2 separate regions of the Drosophila melanogaster genome follow, and region 1 is linked to region 2. The links are chromatin contacts, called in public Hi-C maps. All regions are on one chromosome and are shown on one strand. The core of a region is the stretch at or near the end of the contact, and the rest is flanking DNA. Distances in the headings are between cores, read along the strand shown. Region 1 holds the start of ko (knockout). Region 2 holds the start of CG43072.

Evidence for each region. A called contact is a pair of places that touch in the nucleus more often than the background predicts.
Region 1: a contact with region 2 is called in a Hi-C map of the Kc167 cell line, with 2.1 times the contacts expected there. A contact is called at or near these places in 18 of 107 Hi-C or Micro-C datasets (the Clone 8 cell line, the D17-c3 cell line, the Kc167 cell line and 6 more) and 4 of 7 datasets of targeted methods (the Kc167 cell line and the S2 cell line).

The regions. Positions count from the first base shown.
Region 1 is chr3L:21,127,938-21,133,228 of dm6, forward strand. It overlaps ko (knockout), which reads right to left and starts at 3,222. Exons shown (of 8, transcript NM_079469.3): 1 at 2,868-3,222. It overlaps ICA69 (Islet cell autoantigen 69 kDa), which reads left to right and starts at 3,509. Exons shown (of 3, transcript NM_141026.2): 1 at 3,509-4,441; 2 at 4,511-4,750; 3 at 4,812-5,291. The coding sequence starts at 3,860. The coding sequence ends at 5,225.
Region 2 is chr3L:21,064,536-21,069,789 of dm6, forward strand. CG43072 reads left to right here and starts at 1,317. Exons shown (of 1, transcript NM_001259925.2): 1 at 1,317-1,703. The coding sequence starts at 1,403. The coding sequence ends at 1,651. siz (schizo) reads left to right here. Exons shown (of 6, transcript NM_168881.3): 2 at 4,179-4,730.

The sequences.
Region 1 (5,291 bases), core at 1,972-4,471, 65 kb after region 2:
GCAGCTAAAAAACTACAACAACAAAAAAAAACGCGAGCAGACAGGCAAAACAAATAAAATTGGGAAATAACACATTGGCCATATAACACGTCGAACGGTTAATGCTCTCGCCCCGGGAAGTTTTAAGCCATTTCGAAATCTAATTAAAAAATAAATAAAAACATTAGCTGCGATAAAAGTTCAGAAGCCATCCTTTCATACACAATATCATTTCTTAAAAAGTGTGGAGTAATCTTATTATTAATATTTATTATTAAAGGTTGCAAAAATCTGTGACAATATAAATATAGCCCAGTTCCATTTTAGAATAATTAACAAAAATGTTGTTCAATATTTTGTAAGGCCTTCAATCGAGTGTCTAATAAGTTTATTTTAAGTTTTTTTTTAAACTTACTGTTTATTTTTTAAGTTTTTTTTTTATTAATTTATAACCAATACAATACCAGTATAAAAAAAATCTTTAAGATACATTTTCCCACCAACTCCTGATAAAGCTATGGGATTTTCCAGAGGTTTCCTCTTTACTCCAAGGAATCCAATGCCGCAGCAATTAGTCCCGTCCAAAAAGGGCAGCGCAACAAGACGGCAGGAGCGGCAAATAAAAAATTAAGCTCCGCTGCATGCCACAAGTGGCCGAAAGTGCTTCCAGCCGGCCGGCAACGACCGATAAGAGAGCAACAACTGTGCAACGGGCCAACAAGACAACAGAAATATGGTCACAACAACTGCAACCCAACTGAAGCGGGCTAACAACAAAATTGGCAACAAAAAGGCAACCAATTAAGGCCAATTTAGTTGCAGCAACGCCAAGCGGCAGCGACACATGAAATAATCAGTGAGAAAACAGCAACCAGAGCAGCAACAACAATATCGCAGCATGCAAATGAGAGCAGCGACCAAAGTAACTCGATACAAATTTTGCGAAAAGGCAACAGCAACGGTTAAAAAACTATGTATGTGCAGGTATTTGCAAGAAATTTTCACATTTTTTTTTCTGCACCACGGGAACTGTGAGAAAATATGCAAAGGCAACTGAAACGGAAAACTTCAAGACAGTGAAACATTCCTAAAAAGAACATAGGACGACGAACTATATTAAAAGTGCAGTTTGTACAAATGAATATATATTTTTAGTCATTGTAATATACTATGACAAATATTCACACAAGTATGCAACTAGTTTGAAATTGCATTATAATATATTTATGGATTTTAATGGAAACTATATAAAGCTTATCAGCATCTCAAAAATATTTCTGTTTTAATGATCAGTTATGGAATGTCTACTACATCTCAAACTAGTTTTAAGTGTGTCCTAAAAAGCGAATCAAGTTCAGTTTGACTTATTTGTACCAAAGACCACTCATGTTTGTAGCTTGTTTTTGAAATAACAAAATTAATTAAAGTTCGTAAATGTATTGTTTGAGTTTTATGTAGTGAAGAAATGCTAAGCACGTACTCCTTTAAAAGCAAGTTCAACAACATTTGACGTTTTTTAAAATACATTATAAGGGAAAAACAATTGTTTATTGTATATTTTAATAATACCTTTCGTTTTTATAGTTACATCATGCTATAATATTTGGTATGTTACCGTATATAAGTATGTGTGTTTTCCTGAAAATGATTAGTATATCTGAACCAAGTTCTTCTTAAAGAAGTTAACCCGTAGTTTCATATTCTTGTGACAAACTGTCGGCTGTCTGCAATGAGTGACAAGGAGGGGTATATTAGTGTAGGAGCAGGAGATGCTTGAAGAATGAGACAGACAACTTGGAGCTGTTCTGATTTCGAATATTATTGATTAATGCCGCCCGATGACAGTATCCACTACAACAACACCATCTGTGTCAGGTTGCAGATGCAGTGAAATCTCTTAACAGCCGACCAGAGGAAGCAAGATAGAAGATGCGAGAGCGAGAGGGTGATAGGGGGCTAACAAGATGCTCGCTTGCATTAAACAATTGTTGGCTTGTTGTTGCTGTTTGCTCAGCTCAGCCCAAGGCGGCCCATTAAAACGCTTAGCAAGCAGCAAGTGCCGTGACCTTTTTCCCTCAACTTCCAGTTCTTTTGGCTGCCTTTGTCTTTTTTATTTCGATGATTTCATTGTAGCTGCTGGCTTTTTTGTTTGGCTTTTTTGTTGTGCTCAGTGGCCGCATCCGAACCTAATTGCACCATCGGCCTAAGATCTTCAGTACACAAAAAAGAAAATGGGGATCACCCAAAGTTGATATTTGCCAAACTGGTTTTAAATTAATTAAATAATTACTTCTTTTTTTAAAGCAAGTCCAAGTATGGATGCACTCGAATTTCTCAACGTAAGTTAAGAACTTGTATAAGTAGATCAATGCAGAACATTTACATTACATCTTTTTCTAAAGCTTTCGAAAAATATTAATTATATTAACGACTAAAATATGTTTTATGTTATTTATGCATTGATCATATTTTGAAAGAATTCTTTTGGGAAATGTCTTTTTTTTGAAATTAAATGTTTCAAGAGTATTGCAAGCACGTCCTACTACTTTTTCGAGTGTATTTTTTATGATCCAAAATAATAGAAGCCGCCAAGTATCGGGCCGTTGGTGTGGTTATTTCAGTGTGTCTTAAAGTGCATTATCTTTCTTTTCGACTTAATCAATTTAGACAGATCACACATACAGCTACACACTTAGGCTCAAAACATGCACACACCCACATGCAGGTGGCAAAAACTCCACCTCACAACCCGTTTTTCTCATTGCCAAGAAAACTACTGAGCTTTGCACAGACTTCTTCACTTTCTTCTTGTGCGTGCAAGTGTGTGTGCAGCCTCAGAAAGTAACTGTATCTCATAAATACACATTTACAACTCTTTTCATACATACCTGTCCAGCGAATTAGCAATGCCGCATACAAAAGAATACACATGTGTCGCTTTCAATTTTGCAATTGCAATATTGCAGTCTCTAAAATGGAAAACTCAAAACTCGAGCTTAAGCCACCGGCTAACACACACATATGCATTTACATAGGATCCAAACAAACACACACAGCGTTAATCAGAGGTAAACAAACGAGGAAAACTCGCGACGCGAACGAAAAGCACTTGCGTAAATATAAATATTGAATGGTTCGATTGGGGAAAAGTGAGGGGCAATAACCAAATACGCGACTCGTGTTCTGGCACGGAATGAGAAACTATGGAGTCTCGTCTCGTCCGCTGCGAGGTCCAAAGACGATCTGAATCGCGAACGAGATACTATATCTGAACTTCACTTTTCCCACATAGCATTTCCTCTGTCAGGTTTGTTGGACGCCAACAGTTCGCTTCGAACTTGTTGTGCCCGCATTATTTTAAGTTGCAGCGTTGCACCAGAACTATGTTATGTTCGTTAACATAGTGTTACTGTACTCTGTAGCGTGCCCCTTTGTATATCGCAAATATACTGAACTTTAATGGCTTAGCGCCAAGCTACATGTGTACCCTTTTATACAACGAAACTGAATTCAAATGGAAAAAAAACATACACTTCGCTCTAATGTAATTTTAGTTATTTATTCCTTACAAATGAGCACGTATTTAAGGGATTTCATAAATTATGGAAAATATTTGGATCAAATGTTATTTGGCAATTTCTACTAAATACCATGACTTAACTTAGATCCCTTAAATACCACCCGAATAAAGGACTTTAGTGTGACCCTATACAAACGGGGCGCTTGACAGTGCTGCAAAGTGACGATTGCAATCGAAAGGCGATAAGCATTGGAAAATAACGATACAGCGCCACCCCACCACCCAACCACCCTCCTAAACAACCACTCAGTGGTGAAAAATCACCCGTAGCTGAAAACTGGAACGGAAAACGGCGAAAATATGCTCAAGTCGGAGGTTCAGCACCAGTTCTGGATTACCAAAAAGGTGGTGCAGCGCAAGCTCGGAACGAAGGAGGACAAGCACATAATATCCTCGGACGCGGAGCTGGATTCCAAGATCGAGGTGTTCAAATCGATATCGGACACCAGCTTGAACCTGTGCAAAATCATTGACCAATACCAGGAGCGCCTATGCATCCTGTCGCAGGAGGAGTGTGTGTTCGGCAGGTTCCTCAAGGAGGCGGGAAAGCGGAGCAGAACCACGGGCGGTAGTATCGCCCACACGGCCAAGGCCGTATCCTTCGCTGGACAACAGAGGATGTGCGTGCGGGTGCCGCTCCTGCGGCTCCAGCACGAAGTCGATGTGTTCCGCTGCCGGGCGATAAAGGACACGGAGCAGACCCTCCAGACGATGGAGAAGGAGCGCACGGAATACCGCGCCGCTCTCTCCTGGATGAAGTCCGCCAGCCAGGAACTGGATCCCGATACGGGCAAGGGTCTGGACAAGTTTCGCACGGCACAGGCCCACGTGCGGGTGGCCAAGCATAATTTCGATGGTTACTCAATGGATTCCATTCAGAAGGTGAACGCGACGCTGAAGGACCTGTTCAATCCAATATTATACAATATAATTATTATTAATCCTTTCCAGATTGATTTACTAGCAGCTGCCCGATGCAACATGTACTCCCATGCTCTGGTGGCCTACGTTACCGAGTTGAAGAACTTTGCCCAGAAGGCCGCCTCCACATTCCAGACCATATCTAAGGCCTTGATTATAAAGCCCAAGTACGACTTCTGTGTGCTAAAGGAACTGTCTCAAAATGAAGGATCCACAGAGGAAGTGCCGCCAATCGAAGCCGTGGATAAGGACCAGTCGTTATTCTTTGCTGTAACTTCATATCCCAGAGCTCTAATTCAAGAACTTATTCTAAAAATGCATTTCCTTACAGAACGAGTACCAGGACAAGCTGGAAACCCAGCCGGAAATCAAGGAGTCCGAAGAGGACAAACCAAGTGCACCTCCCAATGCCTGCGGCGACAATGAATCCTTGCTTATTGAGCTTTCCAAGCAGCTGGAGGACAGTCCTCTAATAGATGCGCCGCTGGATGAAGATATACCTGCCCAAAATAGCACTAACAAGCTATGGTCCCGCTTGTTTAGCCAGCAGAATCAGCAACCCATACCGAGCCAAGTAGCCACGGACTCGAAGGCAAGTGCAGGTGGCGCCACCCCGGTTCCCAGCAAATCGCAGACCACCAACAATCCCTGGCTGGATCTTTTCGCCGACTTGGATCCCTTAGCCAATCCGCAAGCCTTCGATTTAAAACTGAGCGGCGGACGCAGTGTGGCCGAGCAGACCTGAGCAGATTACCCTCCCGCACAGATTATATTTGTTGATCTGCATATACCGTTGGAAACTAGCTAGTCA
Region 2 (5,254 bases), core at 67-2,566:
GCGATAGCGAAAAGAGGCCACCACCGATTGTGGTGGTTGTGGGCGATGGCAGGAGCCGGGTACGTCGGGTGGTGCGCACCGCAACGCGGCACGTCACCGTGGTCAGTCTGTCCACCCGGCACAAGGAGACCCAGACGCACACCTCGCACCATGTGACGGCCGTCAGGTAAGCTATGGGCGATTCCATCCAACCCATCCAAATGGGCATTTCGAACCAGCTGGGCAGACACTTAAAAAAAAATCGACAAAAAGTATATTTGATTTCTGAGATAATAGATACAGGCCACATTTTGTTTGCAACCTTGATGTGTTCATTAAAAATGTGTAAAGCAAATTATAAATGTTAATCCCACCACACATGTCTAAAGATATGTAAAAGGGCTATCACCATTCGAATATTTTAATGTAATCAAGTGAGACTTGCAAAAATATAGTATGTATTTCGTTTGTCTCTTACTTGTTAATCAATGTTGTAAGGGTTTTTACACAATGGTATAAATTTGAGAAATGTTTTATTTTTATATTAAAATTTGTTTAAAATAATATTTATATCAAATTTTGAAATTTAGACAGATGGAGTGCGCATTTTGATGCGTATTATATAATAACAATCTAAATTATCGTACGATGAATTTTCACAATTTTGCTTAAGGGTTTTCAAAACTAAGCTTCTTGTTAATCGAATTATACGTAATCCGTTTCCTGACAAATACATTTTTTCGAATTCAAATATTTGTTCCAAGTGGTAGGTAAGCTTATCGCGCCTGTTTGTTATTATCCCTTATCTTTATGGGACCTCCACATTGTTCTTGGGTCTGCCGCTGTTTTATGGTCTGACTATTCTTGGGCCAGTCAACGAGTATCGGTCGAGATAAACCCGCTCAATTATTTATTAATATACACCGTTTCGAAGGGTACGGTAAATATTTATTACTGGATTTTCAAGACTTTGATTTTATTGGATTCCTCGAAGGAAATGTAATTCGATTAGATATTATGGCGGGGCTTGTAATTATACAAACAAAAGTGTTCTGAGAACTCAAGTTTTTAAATAATAAACGTATTTGGTTTGAAACTTGTCTAATAGATGGGCTGTGAATTCATGTGGAAGCTAGGATTGCAAGCAGAAACTGTGGCATATTTATGGGCTTAACATAAAATGTAAAGAAAATCATGTAGAAAGCATGCGATCCACATGTAAAATTACTTCAAAGTACAAACATTAAAATGTATTCATATAAAATTATGGTTTATGATACGAAAACAAGCTTTTAAAAACGAAACTACCAAAAACATTTTATCCGTAATTTTCCAGTCAAGTTTTAGTTATTTTTGTCTAAATTTTGTATAAATTTTTGGCCGTCACCTGGCATCATTGACTGAAAAATTAAAAAAAAAAAGGATGACCATGGAACTGCTTGCGCGGCACAATCTTCAGAAGGTTGAACAGCTCACGACCTTCGATCTGAAATATTTCTTTATCATCTACGCCATCGTCGTCCTGATGATCCTGGGTGTTCCACTGGCCTTCCTACTTCAAAGCAAGGGTTCGGCGAACGAAAGGGATCGTTTTCAATTGGAAGCCAATCGATCGCGCGTGGATCCAGTGAGGGGAGAAACCCGGCGACGAATCCGGGATTCGAGTGCCTAATAAGCTTTTGATATTGATGTTGATATTCATGGAAATACATTGAATGCGGCGCAACAGCGGTCTGTTTGTAGTTTTTCCTAGTCTCAAAACCCCAACCCCAACGTGTCTGGCCCGCTTGTGGCACACTCCATAAACGTTAAGCCCCCTTTCAAAATGCACATAAACGAACCCGAGAAATCTAATGTAAAATCAATAATAATTACGCCGAGTAGGCCATCGGCGGTTGGGTCACGTCAGCCGATTTGGACACTTGTTGCATACGCAAACAGGAGGAAGTCCGGTGCAGTTTTGGCTCGCGAGCGTCAGCTGAGATACAAGATACGAGCTACGATGTGCGAGATACTCAGATATACAGGGCGATACACAGATACTTTCTGGGATGGTCAAACAGACGGGCAGTCTTGAAAATTTAGCTCCAACATGTGCAACGTGCAACGGCAAACAATTAGGGCGACGTGTGGCAGATGTTTTTCCTTCTCGAAAGCAGGACTCTTAAAAAATCAGAGGGTTGCGAGGAAGGAGAAGTGGTACAATAACAAGCCAGTTCGGCAGGCAAAAACTACCTGCCGTTGTTGTCCTTTCAGGAATTGAAAAAAATTTTTATGTATATATATCCCAAAGAAACCCATGCAAAGCCACGCCAGGTGCAGCTGGAAAACTGGCGAAAAGAGTGTGGAAGAGATAGGCAGCAACAAGGATGCCCCTTTCAATTTTGTGTTTTCGTTATCCTTCGGTTTTCCTGCTGATCCTGTTTTTGTCCAACTCCCGGCTATAGGTGCAAATATGCAGCTGCCCTCGAACTTTTCAATATCGATCTTCTGGGATTGTCCCGCTGCGAGAAGATTTCTGGTAGTCATTTGTATTGCATACGTAGATAATGAATTTGCTGGGATTTTCGAGCAAATCGAATTACGATTTCCAAGCCAAGGGAAAATCGAATAGTGTTAAGGTGAATACATTAAAGGAAGATGAGTGTTTTGTGGCATCATGTTGTGGAAATAATGTAGGGTTTTTTTAAATTGATTTTTAGGCATAACGATTTTTTTTAAATCTGAAAAACAAGATTCAAATCGAATTTCTGTATGTATATGGTGAAGTACCTTCGAGATTCAAGAGATTACCCCAGTTAACTATATCCTTATACCTGGGATTTATTAACCAGTTCTTTCTATTGATTTTCTGCACTGCAAATCATTGCCAAACGTCTCCTTTACTATTTATTTCACCAATTGTTGCTTCAATCCAATAGCATTGAGAATCCTTGTGCCGATCAATAAGTTTGTCATCGTGGGCTAATCATTTCCTTCACTTTCCTTAAAGCATATGTCGGTGCTGTCTCTCTTCCTCTTGCTCTACCTGTTTCGCTGTCTCTTTTCGATAATGGATCCTTTTACGCTTAGGATATCTATTCTTTGAGTTAGGGGTAGTACAATTGTTCTTTTTGGGTAACCCGACGAGGGCAACACAAAACAGATGCATTTTGTGTGGGATTCGGCGTATATGTGTGTAGGATGATCACGCACACGCACACACATTTAATGAGCCATGCGAAACACGTTTTTGGAGGAAGTGAGATGGGTAGAGAGTGCGAGACAGATATACAAAGAAGTATCGCTGCCGACGCGCTTGCGCAGTTAACTTCTTCCTCTACCTTGGTGGATCGTCGATCACCTTGTCGAGCGGTCGTCGAATGCTCGGTTTAGTTCAAACGCGAGCATCGCCGGGATCGGACGTTACCCTGGCCCACTCACTACATACAATCTATACATATATCCGCCGGGATTTAGTTTTTTCAGTGTTTCCTCTGACCGAACGTTCGAAATTCAATTTGAATATCATTGTTAAGAGATATTGTGATTCTCCCAGCCCATAACTGTGTCACAATGTGTCTGTTGGAAGACCACACCACCGCCTAGTGCATAAATCTTGAACGTTTTGTGATATTTTCTTCACCATGATCATTTGCATATCGGGTTTTATAATTGGCGAAAGGTAGGAACCCATGGCCTGACCCAGAAAACGAAAGTTCTCTTATCGTCTACTTAGATAAACAAAAACTAAGGCTTGGTTTGTTTATCGAAACTGGAAATTTCTTAGAGAATCCCACACTTATATTAAATTGGAGTAGTGTACCTATTTTAAATTTCCCTGGACTTCAGAAATTTCTTCTTTATTTTCATTTTATTTAGATGTCAAAAGCTTAGTGTGTTATTGACTCATATTAATATATATTTGACATAGTATACAGTTCGAACCATTAGTTTTAAGCATTTCATGTGTGTATACCTAAACGAAATAATAGCGTAATGTCTAAATTAAACAGCAATTACTCCTGACTCAAAAGCCGCACTTGTGCTTTCAATGTTTCCTTATCAATTTTGATAGCATAATCTTGATAAAGTAATTATTTATATATAAGGTCTTTCTTTTGTTGGTAGAAACGGTCTGCGAAAACGTATATTAGTATCATTCCAAATTCCAATGCAAGTAGTGTTCTAAACAGATCCCTCGTTTTTTCCACTTGCAGCTTTCCCCAGAAGAGCCTGGAGCGAAGTGGTTCCACCCAGTATGAGCTGGCTGGAGCGCAACAGCCAGGATCAGCCAACGCCTCCACCTGCACAGATAGCGGCAGTGTTGGCGGCTATGTTTACCTGCAGAATCACTACGCCCCCGGCGCCCACAGCTCCTCAGCCGCCATCAACTACCCTGCGCAACAGCATCCCCAGATGGTCTACCAAATACAGCAGTATCCCACGTGCCATCAGCAGCAGCAACAGCAGCACCTCCAGCAGCAGCAGCATTTGCATCAGACCGGCGCAGGTCACTACATGCAGGTGACGGCGACGGGTGGTGGCCAGTATCATCACCATCACATGCTCCATGGTCACGGGCATCATGCCCACCATCACGGTGGGGCGGTGGTCATCGCCGGGAGTGGTGTGGGAACTGGCCTGGGATCTGGAGCCACCAGCGTGATCATGCAGCACCAGCAACAGCAGCAACAGCAACAGAATATGCACAAGAAGAACTCCATCCGGAACGGCGGAGATGTCCTCAAGCGAACGCGAGCTCAGTCGGCGTAAGTACTTTCTCCCGGGTGATGTTGATAGTTTGGGGTGTGGATTCAGCTGGGAATTATGTGCCGACAGAAAGTAAATATTTCCAGGGCCCAAAGGAGATTTCCGGGAACAGTTTCTTATCGAAATGTAAAATTTGGGTGGATTGTTCAGGAGGTTTTTCAAATACAATTTTATCAAATGATAAACAGGTGGCTTTCTAAATCGGTAACGGACTATTATAGCATACCTTTAGGACTATCATTAGATAAGTGAAATCAAGAAGACTTTATTTTTAGACCTGAATATGCGTAATAGTAACTTATCTTGTTCTAGAAAAGTGACTGCGTTTAATAACTGAAATCAATTAATTTAAGTTTATTAAATCACAGATGTGCACTTATCAGTTTTCAGAGATATGAGCAGAAAATCAGCCATAAACTATTCATGGCCTGAGCTTATTCACAGTCTGGTTGCCTATCAGCTATAAAATATTTGCCATGATTAAAAATTCATTATCTTGAGAATGTGTACTGTATACAAACAA